2 separate regions of the Mus musculus genome follow, and region 2 is linked to region 1. Evidence: chromatin contacts called from public Hi-C data. All regions are on one chromosome and are shown on one strand. Each heading gives the region's core, a stretch centred on a gene start, on an enhancer-like site or on the middle of the called end of the contact. The rest is flanking DNA. Distances are from core to core; before and after follow the strand shown.

The links. A called contact is a pair of places that touch in the nucleus more often than the background predicts.
Region 2: a Hi-C map of bone marrow-derived macrophages shows a contact between it and region 1, with 25 read pairs. The contact joins two enhancer-like sites. A contact is called at or near these places in 1 of 15 datasets of contacts at CTCF or cohesin (the NIH/3T3 cell line), 2 of 484 Hi-C or Micro-C datasets (bone marrow-derived macrophages and nephron progenitors), 1 of 115 datasets of contacts at active chromatin or transcription factors (large pre-B cells) and 1 of 9 other capture datasets (embryonic stem cells).

The regions. Positions count from the first base shown.
Region 1 is chr7:96,972,890-96,980,044 of GRCm38.p6, forward strand. It overlaps Nars2 (asparaginyl-tRNA synthetase 2 (mitochondrial)(putative)), which reads left to right. Exons shown (of 14, transcript NM_153591.4): 5 at 593-673. Among named protein-coding and RNA genes, the nearest start is that of Nars2, 25 kb to the left of the region's middle. Within about 2 kb of position 3,277, at least 30 of the 459 cell types and tissues checked have an H3K27ac peak or open chromatin away from gene starts, as enhancers often do. A contact at or near this core is called in bone marrow-derived macrophages, where this site is marked.
Region 2 is chr7:97,248,833-97,255,987 of GRCm38.p6, forward strand. The region is part of intron 2 of Gab2 (growth factor receptor bound protein 2-associated protein 2); the gene reads left to right. Among named protein-coding and RNA genes, the nearest start is that of Usp35, 80 kb to the right of the region's middle. Within about 2 kb of position 2,964, at least 37 of the 459 cell types and tissues checked have an H3K27ac peak or open chromatin away from gene starts, as enhancers often do. A contact at or near this core is called in bone marrow-derived macrophages, where this site is marked.

The DNA.
Region 1 (7,155 bases), core at 2,027-4,526:
AGGACTGAGCAGGAGAAATAGCATTAGAGAGAGACAGACAGACAGACAGGCACAGAGACAGACACAAAGAGGGAGGGAGGGAGGGAGGGAGGGAGGGAGGGAGAGAGAGAGAGAGAGATCATCGCTAAAGAGCCTGTGCTCTACCCCTGGCCTAGCTACTGACTAGTTGCCTAACTTGGAAATTCAGGAGATCTCTCTAGAATAGGGATTGCTTATTTTTGAAATTAAGTAGTTAGACAAGGTACATCTAAGTCTGTTATATATTTGAAGTTTTTGTATGCTTCTAAGTATAATTAAGCATTCAACTCTCCAAGTATGATAATGAATGCATATAAACCCAGCACAAGAGGCTGAGAGACAGGAGGATCAAGAATTCAAGGCCAGCCTGTCGCATTCCATAGCAAACCCCTCTCAAACACCCATAAACAAAAAAAACCCCACTTGCCTGATCTTTGAACCGTGTTGTATTTGGAGAGTTGTGGAGAGCTGCATGACAGCAGGATGTTGGTGCCATTTTAATAGTAAAACACAGCATTGGGTCTTGGGGTTCTTTCACATACAGATGTACTGAAGAGTTCTCCTTCTCTTCCAGGACAATGGCTTTGTGCACATTCATACCCCAGTACTCACATCCAACGACTGTGAGGGGGCCGGAGAGCTTTTTCAAGTGGAGGTAAGCTGTATTCCCCTCTTACCGCTGCTTAATATTTTTCTTTAAGGATTTACTTTAAATTTAATAATGGTTATGTGGACTGAAGATCATGGCTAGCACCTGAAGCTTTCAGTAGTAATCCTTGAACAACATTCACACAGCTCCCGTCTCCTGTTATTCCACTGGAGCTAGAAGGGGTGAATTTTTAACTTAGCATTCTGTTTGCTTTTTCATGGAGTATATATGTCAATGAAATCAGAAAGGGAGGAGTATTTAGAGTCAGGAAGGGAACCAGGGAGGCAGGACAGGAGAATGACAGGAAGAAGGGTTGTAAATAAGAACAAAACATTATAATATATGCATATCTATAAAATGTCACAATGAAGCCCATTTCTTTGTATGCCAATCAAAAAAATGAAAAAGTAGAGTAAAAATCAAAGTAGATTAGAAAAATAAAAAAGAGTACAAAAGTATGCATATAAAGAAAGATTTTTCCAAAATTGTAAAAGAATACATTTTTTTCATAAGATTCACCTCCTAAAATAGGTTTTTTCTCTGTTCAACTTTATTTTAGTTTTGAGCATATTTTTCCAACATGTCTCCCACCCTCTTCTCTGTACCCTGGTTTCTCCCCTTTGTCCCCTATACAGTTTTGCTTCTGCTTTCAGGTCATATATACATACGTGTTTTATGTACTAATATAAAATCTAGAAATCAGTAATGAGATAAAATGTGATATTTGTCTAAGGTAGACTTAATGTCGTAGCCCTGCCTGCATCCATTTTTCTGCAGATAGCATCTTTGTTCTTTATGACTGAAAAAAAAAATTCCATTGTGTAGGCAGGGAAATTAGCTCCTTTGATAGAATACTTACCAAAGCCTTGGGTTCAAATCCTACTATCTCATGAACTAGATGTGGCAATGAATATTTGTAATTCCAGCACTGGTGAGATGGAAGTGATGGGATCGGAAGTTCAAGGTGATCTTCAGCTCTAAAGCAAGTTCAAAAGTAGTCAGGCTACATAAAACTTGTCTTTAAAAGACTCCCGTTGTGCATAAGTACCGTACTTTTGATGATGAACCCTTAGGTGGTTTTATTACTTAGCTATTATGAATAGCATTGTAATAAACATTAGTGTGCAAGAATTTCTTTGAAGTCTTTCAGGTAAATACCTAGGAGTCATGTAGGATGGCGAGTGTCAACGGCCCAAAAGAAACAGGCTCCGGTTGTCCTCAAGGCCCAAACCAGGACCAAATTGAGGCCCAACAGTTTTAAACTTTAGGTCTCTCATTAAGGTCTCCTGTCCATTTAGAGAAGATTTTTCTACAGGGTATTTGATGGAGATTTGGGTTCATTTTTCTGCATGTGGTTATCCAGTGTTCCTGATAGCATATGTCAGAGAGGCTGCATTTTCTCCACTGTGAAATTTTGTCATAATTGTTAAAACTCAAACGGTGGTGGTTGTGCAGGTTTGCATCTGAGTCCTCTTTTACTCCATTGATCTGTGTGTCTATCTTGTGCCAGTTCTATGCTGATTTTATTAGTTAATACTATGGCTCTAAAGCATAGCTTGAAATCAAGTGACTGATACCTATAACGTCATTCATATGTATGGAGGTGTATAGTGTGTGTTCATGTCTGTGTGGGTGTATTCACATGAGCATGCAGCTTCATGTGTCTGCATGTGGAGGCCAGAGGTCAACATGAGATATCTTCCTCCATTTCTTTCTATCTAATCTTTTTCAGACAGAGTCTCTCACTAACCCTGCAGCTCATCAATTGACTAGGCTTCAGGCTGGCCAGTGAGTTTCAGGAATCCAGAATCCACCTGCCTATCACCCCCTTCCAGGGCTGAAGTTACCTACATGCCCTGCTGTCCCTAGCTTTATGTAGGTGCTAGATACTCACGTCCTCATACCTGCACACCAGGCACGTCAGTAACTGAGCCATCGTCTCTGTCCCCAGTGTTCTCTCTGCTCAGGGTTACTTGGCCATCTGGCATCTTTTGTGCTTTAATATGAATCTCAAAGGTGTTTTATCTATTTCAGTAAAGAATGGCATTGGGATTTTTATGAGATTTCATTGCCTCTATAGATTGGTTTTGATAGAATGACCGGCCATTTTTGCAATATTACTTCTTCCAATCAATGAATGTGGGATGCCTTTCTACCTTCTGGTGTCTTTTTAGTATTTTTTTTCTTCTTCAGTGAGTGAGTTTTCATTGTAGTCTTTCATTTCCTAAGGTTTATTCCAGGGGTTTTTGTTTGTTTTTAATATTAAGACATTTGTGAATATGATTGTTCCCTTGATTTAGTTCTCAGTTTGTCATTGGTATATAGGGAGGCTTCCAGGTTTGTATGTTACTTGTGTAGCCTGCCACTTTTCCACTGAGCACTTATCACTTAGCTGGAAGTGCTAAGAGTCTTCTTTAGGACCTTTGTGGTGGTTAAAAAGAGAAGTGTGCCCCATAGGCTTAGACATTTGCACACTTACATACAGTTGGCGGCGCTACCCTGAGCAGTCTGGGAGGTGTGGTCTTGCTGGAGGAGGTGAGTCACTGGAGGCAGGGGCAGGCCTCCAGAGTTTAGGGCCCTACCCAGCTTCCAGCTCCTTTTCTCTGTGCTTGTGGTAAAACCTGTGATCTCTCACTTCCTGCTCCTGCTGCAGTGCCTGCCACATGCTGCCATGCTTTCCTACCGTAATGGATTCCGATCCCTCTGGAGTCATAAGCTAAAATAAGCCCTTCCTCCCATTAGTCACTTTGATCACGTTCTTCTATCACACAACTGAGAAGTAACTGAAGTACAGAATCCTATCATCTGCAAACAAGGACACTTCGTCCTCTTCCTGTCTGTATCTCCTTTGGCTTTTTATTTCCTCTTGTCTTATTGTTCTAGTTAAGATGCAAAGAGTTTTAGTTTAATTATTTTTGAAAGATTTGTTTTTATCTGACATGTGTGAGGGTTGCCTGCATGTATGTATGTGTACCTCCTGCCTGCCTGATTCCTGTGGAAGCCAAGCAAGAGCTCCGGATACCCTGTACTGGACTTACAGATAGGTGTGAGCTTACATGTATGTGCTATCAACTAAACCTACCTTCTCTTCTCTGCAAGAGCAATGAGCACTGTTAACCACTGACCTCTCTCTCCAGCCTCAGTTCTCCCGAGTTCTTAGCCAGACACTGTAAGCCTGTCCATACTGCAGGTTAAAACAAACAAACAAACAAACAAAACCAAGACAAGAACAACAACAACAACAACAAACAAAACCCACATATTACCAGAACAGGCTATGCTTGATGCTTGTAATTACATTCATGTAATTCCAATCCTCAGATAAAAACGGGGAATTGTGCATTTCAGGGCAGCACAAGACTGTGCCCTGGAGTAAAATAAAGTGCTCAGCCAGCCTTTCTTACAGGTGAGCTTTTGAAAGCCACTCATTTACAAACTTTACTGTTCCAGATCATTATTTAGTTGTAGACCAGTGGAACAGAGAGCCATGTTGTTGAATCATACTTTTGTGCTTCCGTTGTTTATTTATTTATGGGCTTTTTTTTTTTTAATCCTAAAAGATTTGTTTCTGTCAGCTGATAAAATTTACTTTTTGCTTTGGCACTTTCTGTCTCCTGGTGACAATGCTTTCTCTTAATGCTATCAAGCAAAGTATTCACTGTAAGAAGTTATCTTGACCTATTGAAGCCATTAATAAGAACAAGAATCAAATGTTGTCCTTTATACAAAAGTTGAGGAAATCTTGATGATAATCAGCTTTTTGGAAAAAGAAACTAAAAATTACTTGAGAGCCAAAGGAGGTATGGTGTTCCTGTAATACTAGTACTTAAAAAAAAAAAAAAAAAAAAAAAAAAGAGGAAATAGCCTTCTTGGACATTGGAAGTGGAAGTGTTAGCATCTGCATGCATGCATTCAAAGAGCAACAAATAAAACGCAGCAGTGTTCCTAGAACTGTTCTTCCAGTTGTTCTTTTCCATCTCTTCTTAGTATTCTGAATGTGAGCTGAAGAAAAATTAGCCACCTTAAATACACATCATAATTCCTTAATCCAAACTACTTAATAGTTAAAAAGGATGAGTATTCAAGTTGTTACAAATAAAAAAGGGAATTTTTAAAGGAACTCAGCCAAGTGAAAAACTGTCTTTCTTTTACCTTTTTTTTTCTTTCTTGAACCTTAATGATAAATTTGGAGATAACTGATTTGCTCCCAAAGAAATCTTTCAAGCAGATCTGATAGATTACAGATTACATCATATGTCTTCTGACCTCTAAATCATGCAGGAAGGCAAGTAACCGGATGAGTATGACTAAGAGGAGGAAAATACATTTCTAGAGCTAAACAAATGAGAAGTGTTCTTTGCTCGTGTATATTATTTCAGGACCACACATGGGAATTTTACATGGTGGAGTCAGACTCTGGCTGTTCAGAAAACCATAGAGATGTGCTCTGGAGTGATGCTATTGCTCCAGTCGCATAGGCCGGACCTTGGCCATCTGTAGTGCCTGTGCTGGGTATGACTTGCCTTCTCTTTACCTACAGAGGTTCACTACTAGGATGTAATCGGCAAGCCCGATTGTTTGGAAGAAGAGCCTACCAGGGCCACTTTCCCTCACCCTGTCCTTCAGGATTCATTGTTAATCTCCTCCTAACTGCTTGTTCAGGCTTAGGGGTGCAAATCTTGGCATGTACTTTTAAAAAGGAGTGAACTTTGGTATTTAAATGTTTGCTTTTTTTAATGGGGCCCCCCCTCAGCATTGATCCTTAAGCATTTAAAGATAACAATACATAGTATGCAGCAGTTTGAGGGCAGCATTTAGTCACCTTGAACAATCAAAGTAAGAACATGTAGTACTCATTGAGAAGTGAGTACATGCCCTGTTTCAATTTTGTTCTTTCTGTCATCTCTAGTTCCTATCTGAGGACTTGGATAGTTGTTAAGATTTAGGGACTATGGGGCTGGTGAGATGGCTCAGTGGGTAAGAGCACCCGACTGCTCTTCCGAAGGTCCGGAGTTCAAATCCCAGCAACCACATGGTGGCTCACAACCATCCGTAACAAAATCTGACTCCCTCTTCTGGAGTATATGAAGACAGCGACAGCGACAGTGTACTTACATATAATAAATAAATTAAAAAAAAAAAAGATTTAGGGACTATTACATACATATATAAGACGATTTCAGGGCTTTTATTTCAGCACACATTTGATACTATCTGTGTTCAGGATGCTGTGTTAAATACTGCACAGGCTATGATGCTGTAGTTGAGGCTCTGGTGTGTAAACTGGTAAGTTAGGACATGATAAAGGCCGGATCGTGCTTCCTGGCATCCTTGATTTCTATCGTACCCTGTCTGAATCTCTTCCCTGGCTGCTCACAGTGACTTCCCAGCTGATTCAAAACTGTGTTTCCCTCTTTAAGCTTTCGCCTTTCTTACTCTCTTCTCTAGCTTTCCTTCTCTCTCTCCCTTTCCCCTCTCTACACGTGGCTATAGCCGGCCTCTCTCCCTCTTTCTACCTTTTCTCTCTCTCCCTGCTTTTCTACAATAAAGCTCTAAAACCATAAAATACAAAACAAAACAAAACAAAACCTATGTTTCATCTTCACAATTCTGGAGCATCTGTGGTGGACCCCAGTTTAGGATGGATCCATTTGGGATTTTTAAAGCTGCAAAAAGTGATAAGCATTCAACAGTAACAAATAAAACTTTGGTCTTGCTGTGCTAAAGCCTAAAGCCCTAAACATGCTAAACACTCTTACCACTGAACCCTCAGCCTAGAAACCATATTCTGAAATTTAATCTTCTTTTAGGCTAATAATATGTGGTAGGAATATTTTTTTCTTGATTTTGGGCAGTAGCAGCAAGTCACAACTACCAGTGAGCTCTATGATACTTGGTACACCAACTCTACAGTGTGGTATGTTGCTAAGTCATAATATTCAATGGGGTAGATATATTAAATGTATTTTTTTCAATATTTAATACTAACAGTTGATGAGGGACATATCAGGATGCAATCCCAATATAAGTCTGGAAGCAGTGGTTTATTTCCAAGATGATAAAAGAGATGGCATGAATTAGAGGCTATGGGCATAGAATGAGGTGAAACTATAGGTACAGTTGAGATGCCACTGTTACTAATTATAGGTGATAGGGAATCACAAACAAAATTAGGTCAGTGATGATTAAGTAGATAGAAAAAGCTTGAGGGCCTGAAGAGATGGCTCATCAGTTAAGAGCCCTTAGACATTTTGGAGAAGACCCAAGTTCAGTGCTAGTACCCCACATGGTAGCTCACAACTGCCTGTAGCTCCAGCTTCGACTTCTGGCCTTTGGGGTTGTCTGCCTGTTTGTGGTATAGATATTCTTCTTACACACATACGCATTAATGAAAAATAAACAAATTTTAAAGGTCTTAAGTGAACATGTGAATTGACTGTGTTGCAGAGAAGGTGTTCCAGGGAAAGAAAAAGAGAATTGAATTTCCT
Region 2 (7,155 bases), core at 1,714-4,213, 280 kb after region 1:
TGGGACAAAGAACCTTTACAGGACCAAGGGCCTCTCTTCCCATTGATGACCGACTAGGCCATCCTCTGCTACATATGCAGTTAGAGCCACGAGTCCCTCCGTCTGTTTTATTTGATTAGTGGTTTAGTCCCAGGGAGCTCTGAGGTTACTGATTAGTTCATATTGTTGTTCCTCCTAGGGGGCTGCAAACACCTTCAGCTCCTTGGGTACTTTTCTTTAGCTCCTTCATTGGGGACCTTGTGCTCCATCTAATGGATGGCTGTGAGCATCCACTTCTGTATTTGTCAGGCACTGGCAGAGCCCCTCAGGAGACAGCTATATCAGGTTCCTGTCAGCAAGCTCTTGTTGGCATCTGCAATAGTGTCTGGGTTTAGTGGTTGTTTATGGGATGGATCCCCAGGTGGGGCAGTCCCTGGATGGTCATTCCTTCAGTCTCTGCTCCAAACTTTATCTCTGTTATTCTTAAGATGCTGAATGCTACAAAGCCTATAGATATAGTCATTTCTCCAAGATCTAAATTGAGAGACAAAGTCTCAATTTTAGATTTCAACTTTGTTACTTATTCAATGTGTAGATCTTATGAGATCTTCAACATTAAACTTGAAGTAATTTTAAACATTGGGTTTTTTTAATTACTTTTTTTACACTCCATATTTTATTCCCTCCCCCAGTCTACCCTCTGACTGTTCCACATCCCCTACCTCCTCCCTACCCCCTGTCTCCACGTGGATGTCCCCACCCCCCACCCTGCCTGACCTCTAAACTCCCTGGAACCTCCAGTCTCTTGGGGTTAGGTGCATCATCTCTGAATGAACACAGACCCGGAAGTCCTCTGCTTTATGTGTTGGGGGGACTCATATCATGTGGTGTATGTTGTGTGTTTGGTAGTCCAGTGTTTGAGAGTTCTCAGGGGTCCAGATTAACTGAGACTGCTAGTCCTCCTATGGGGTCACCCTCCTACTCAGCTTCTTTCAGCCTTCCCTAATTCAACAACAGGGGTCAGCAGCTTCTGTTCATTGGTTAGGTGCAAATATCTGCATCTGACTCTTTCAGCTGCTTGTTGGGTCTTTCAGAGAGCAATCATGATAGATCCCTTTTTGTGAGCACTGCATAGCATCAGGAATAGTGTCAGGCCTTGGAACCTCCCCTTGAGCTGGATTCCACTTTGGGCCTTCTTTTCCTCAGGCTCCTCTCCATTTCCATCCCTGTAATTCTTCCAGACAGGCACAATTATGGGTCAGAGATGTGACTGTGAGATGGCAACCCCATCCCTCACTTGATGTCCTGTCTTCCTGCTGCAGGTGGGCTCTATAAGTTCCTCTCCCTACTGTCAGGCATTTCATCTAAGGTCCCTCCCTTTGAGTTCTGAGAGTCTCTTACCTCCCAGGTCTCTGGTGCATTCTGGAGGGTCCTGTTTTCCAAGGTTGCCTGTTCCCATTCTTTCTGCTTTTCCTCAGGGCTTCAGTCCTTTTACCTCACCCAATACCAGATCAGGTTTCCCTCTCCCTCAGACTCCCCCTACCCATTCACTTTCCCTCCCAGGTCCCTTCCTCCCTCCCCACTTGTGATTGCTTTCTTCTCCCTCCCAAGTGGGACTGAGGTATCCTCACTTGGACACTTCAACTTGTTGACCTTTTTGAGTTCTGTGGACTGAGTTTCGGGTATTCTGTACTTATCCACTTCTTAGTGAGTGCATACCATGCATGTCCTTTTGGGTCTGAGTTACCTCGCTCAGGATATTTTCTAGTTCCATCCATTTGCCTGCAAAACTCAGGATGTCCTCATTCTTAATAGCTGAGTAGTATTCCATTGTGTAAATGAACCACATTTTCTGTATCCATTCTTCTGTCATGAGACATCTAGGTTGTTTCCAGCTTCTGGTATCACAATTAAGGCTGCTATGAACATAAATGCAATCTTAAATCTTAATACCTGAAAGGGAAGAAGAAGATTACAAGTTGAACAAGACCTAAATGTTTTTCTCCCATGCTTTTCTGTAGAGGCTTGAACACAGTGTGAAAATACTGGCTGTGGTAGATACCGCAAAACATGGACCTCTAGGCCAGTATTAAATTAAGAAAAATTTAATCAGTTAACAACAAAATTTTAAAAATGAGGAAAATATAGTTGGTTTTATAAAACTAAGTGTGACCCAATTTTAGAAATTAATTTTATTCACTAGAACCTCTCTGTATATGTAAAATGACAATCCTACTAAATGATACTTTTCTCAGTTAACACCATTAAAAATGGCAGTCTCATTTTTGTTTTTTTTTGGGTTTTTTTTGGTTTTGGTTTTGGTTTTGGTTTTGGTTTTGGTTTTTTTGAGACAGGGTTTCTCTGTATAACTCTGGCTGTCCTGGAACTCACTTTGTAGAGCAGGCTGGCCTCGAACTCAGAAATCCGCCTGCCTCTGCCTCCCAAGTGCTGGGATTAAAAGCATGAACCACCATGCCCGGGGGCAGCCTCATTTTTAAATGACCATTTCTAAAAGTACACAGATGAAAACCAGAGGCTATGATTTAATACAAGACTAGAATAGGAGCATTTGGAATTCATGATTTGGAGGTACTGCTATGTGTCAAGCCCCTCTGGTCTCCATTTCTGCTTCTACAAACATGCCCCAGACCTCTGAACTCCACCATCAAATTCAGCATATGCACATATCACTCTAGCATGATATCTATGCTATGGGGGATCCTTCACCCCTTTGGTAAGTTCTGGCCCTGTTCCTCTGTTCTAGTTAGGATCAACCCTGGGATTTTGGCCTCATTTTCTTTGCCCTGTTAACCTTTTTGCAGTCTTCAATCTCACCTCAAATGGACCTGTCCAGTTTTTAATTTGGTTCTTCTCATAGATCAGAGTCTTTCCAGACATTAAGTCATTGCCCAAGGCCTCACTGCCCACTGGGAGGTGTCTGGGTTTCCAGTGGTCTGTCCACCTGAATTTCTGAAGAAAATCTGCTTCTGCTTCTGCTTCTGCTTCTGCTTCCCCTGGACACGTTTCCTCTTCCTCTTGGACTCTGCAGCCACAGTTTTAAGCGATGCCTCAGTTTCTGTTCTGTTTACTCAGTCAGCCTATACCATGGAGGCTTTTTTGTTGTCTCAGCCAAACTTCCTTTGTAACCCTTATCTTTGTTTGGGTTTGAGACATATACCTGAGGCTGGTCTGCCTCTGACTTTCAAGTGCTGGGATTGTAGTCCACACTTCGCTTGGACTCTTCGTGGTTGCTCTGCCTCCTTGTTAGCAAGATTACATACTATTAATTGAACAATGTCTGACTCTGTGCCAAATTATGTCTGACAGTTGCTGTTTCTTTTAATTAGGTTAATATCAAATGTGAAATTTAATTGTTTTTAATTACATATCTGAATTTAGCTTCAATATCAAGCCCCATCTGGCCACTAATTGAAATAGATATTCTGCTACAGTTTACTTAAGTTATTTAGTTGTAGTGTTTGACTATAACTTTGAAAGTTGTCGTATAATCTATTTTGTTTTAAAATTCTAACTCATTTCCAAATGTTGTTTTGAGAAATCTATTGTTGGAATAGGAAAGGAGCATCAAAAAATTCTAACTTTAGGACTGGAGAGATGGTTCAGCAGTCAAGAACATTGGCTGTTCATCCAGAGGACCTGGGTTCAATTCCCAGTACCCACATAATAGGTCAAAATTCTGTAAATTCAGTCCCAGGGGATCTGACTCCCTCTTTGGACCTCTACAGGCACTAGGCATGCATTTGGTCCATATACAAAAATACAGACAAACTATTCACATGTATTCTTTTTAAAAGAAATTCTAACTTTATTCATAGGAGTTAGACCAAAATAACTGAAATTCTACATATTGAAACATTGCTACAAAAATTTAATTGAGAAAAGTAAAAAAAAAAAAAAAAAACTTTTTTTATTTAATATGTGTACCATCTCCTCCCCGCTTTTCTGAATGCCTACAATGACCACAATTCTCCATGGTTGTAAATCTCATTATCCAGAACAACCAGCCAAGATAAAGGGAATAAATAGAATAGACTAGAAGACTTCTGGAATAGGAGATCTTGAAAGGTCCTTAGAGAGTACTTAGTTCTGAACTCTTCAAATAACAGCACATCCAGAGGTCAAGGCAGAGGAGCAGTTCTGTTGAAGGTTGTACTGCTGGCTAGCAAAGGTAGAATGAAAACTCACTTAGTCAACAATTAGGAATGCTTGATGGTGACAGCATCTTACATTTTAAGATATTCATATATAAACTAGATGTGGTGCCACAGGGAGATCCCAGTTTTAGGCCAGCCTGAGATACATAGGAGAACTCTGTCCCAAAAACAAAAGGCACTGCATGTATACAAACATGTATTCATTAGTGTAGAAGGCTGATTGATTTCTTATGGTTCTGAATAGCAAAGCTGTGATGCTGTTATACGCTAGGCAGATACTCTATCTCTGGGAATACACCCCCAGCCCTTACAAATCCAACTTCATGCATAGTACTGTAGAATCATGTTATGTTGGTAAGTCTAATTTTTTTTTTTTTTTTTTTTGGTTTTATGAGACAGGGTTTCTCCGTGTAGCCCTGGCTGTCCTGGAACTCACTCTGTAGACCAGGCTGGCCTCGAACTCAGAAATCCGCCTGCCTCTGCCTCCCAAGTGCTAGGATTAAAGGTCACCACGCCCAGCTAAGTCTAATCTTAACATATCAGTTAAGTTGGCTTGTTTCTCTGCCTCAATTTTGATCTTCATCAGTAAAATTTTAAAATCTTTACAATATTATTATGAAGACTAAGAACCTCCTTAAAACTAGAGTATAGACAGTATTTTTAAAATTATTTATATTATGTATGTGAGTACACTGTTGCTGTCCTCAGACAACCAGAAGAGGGCATCAGATCAGATGGTTGTAAGCTACCATTTGCATGTTTTAAATATCTGTTGTATGTATGGCTAATAAATTTCTGCTGCCTTCTCTATGATCTTCAGACAGCCTTCATGGGGTTTTGTTGCTACTATAGTTCATTTTATTTTATTCTAGTTTCTTTGTTGTTTTTGTAGTTGTTTTGCCTATTTGTTTTTGAACTAGAGTCTCACTGTGTTGCTCAGGCTGGTCTCCAAACTTCTGGGTTTTAGCAATCCTAACACCTCAACATATTCCAAGGAGCTAGGACTAGAGGTGCCCACCAACTGCCTGGCTCAAGGCTCACAACAGCCCTTTGAAAACCCTGGTACTTTTAAAATATGTAATTGCCTAAATAATTCTTATCTCTCTTTTGTTCAAACTTGAAGTAATTTTTGTTGCATATATTTAGTTTGTTTATCAAATAAAGACTACTGACATTCTTGGTTTGAAGTGCATTATACTTTTGAGTTATTATAGAATGTTCGAAAATCAAGGTGTCAATTGTTAAGTTTTAGCGGTCCTTGGGATCAAACCCAGGGCCTTCCCCATGCTAAGCAAGCATCTCTTTAAATGAATTACTACTAATAGTGAAGCAACCAGTTTCTTTTTTTTTTTTTTCATTTATTATTTTATTTTATTTATTTATTTCCATTTTTTATTAGGTATTTAGCTCATTTACATTTCCAATGCTATACCAAAAGTCCCCCATACCCACCCACCCCCACTCCCCTACCCACCCACTCCCCCTTTTTGGCCCTGGCGTTCCCCTGTACTGGGGCATATAAAGTTTGCGTGTCCAATGGGCCTCTCTTTCCAGTGATGGCCGACTAGGCCATCTTTTGATACATATGCAGCTAGAGTCAAGAGCTCTGGGGTACTGGTTAGTTCATAATGTTGTTCCACCTATAGGGTTGCAGATCCCTTTAGCTCCTTGGGTACTTTCTCTAGCTCCTCCATTGGGAGCCCTGTGATCCATCCATTAGCTGACTGTGAGCATCCACTTCTGTGTTTGCTAGGCCCCGGCATAGTCTCACAAGAGACAGCTACATCTGGGTCCTTTCGATAAAATCTTGCTAGTATATGCAATGGTGTCAGCGTTTGGATGCTGATTATGGGGTGGATCCCTGGATATGGCAGTCTCTACATGGTCCATCCTTTCATCTCAGCTCCAAACTTTGTCTTTGTAACTCCTTCCATGGGTGTTTTGTTCCCAATTCTAAGGAGGGGCATAGTGTCCACACTTCAGTCTTCATTCTTCTTGAGTTTCATGTGTTTAGCAAATTGTATCTTATATCTTGGGTATCCTAGGTTTGGGGCTAATATCCACTTATCAGTGAGTACATATTGTGTGAGTTCCTTTGTGAATGTGTTACCTCACTCAGGATGATGCCCTCCAGGTCCATCCATTTACCTAGGAATTTCATAAATTCATTCTTTTTAATAGCTGAGTAGTACTCCATTGTGTAGATGTACCACATTTTCTGTATCCATTCCTCTGCTGAGGGGCATCTGGGTTCTTTCCAGCTTCTGGCTATTATAAATAAGGCTGCTATGAACATAGTGGAGCATGTGTCCTTCTTACCAGTTGGGGCATCTTCTGGATATATGCCCAGGAGAGGTATTGCTGGATCCTCCGGTAGTACTATGTCCAATTTTCTGAGGAACCGCCAGACTGATTTCCAGAGTGGTTGTACAAGCCAAGCAACCAGTTTCTAGAGCTTACTATAAAATACAGTGTTCTAAACATCTTCCTAATTATTAATTCTTTCAATATTGGAATTAGGTGTTTTTATTACTGTTTTAATAATCTCCCATTTTATAAGTAAGGAAACAGTGGCACAGAGATGTTAAACAATTTTCTCTAGATCACATAACTAGAAAACAAAGGAGCTGAAATTCACACCTAAACTATTTGGCCCTAGAACCTGTATTTTTAACTATTAAGCCATACTAAATTGTAGATACAGGTCCTTGACTCATGTGTCACAGTGCCTGTTTGGAGGCTTCAGCAGACAGGCAGAGACCTGGATGAGTTATTACTATCTCCACTCCTTAGTGGGGGCTGCTCTCCGTTACTTCAAGACATCCCAGAGACTACTTGTTGCCTATGATTTCACCCCGATCCAGCTTTCGCCTTTGACCTAAATGGTACCTTCCGTTTCTTTACACTCAGGACAGATCTCTTCACTCCTACTAGAATACATTTTATTATCAACACAGTTGAATGTCTGTCTGGAAAACTTGGTCAAGGGTAGATAAGAAGC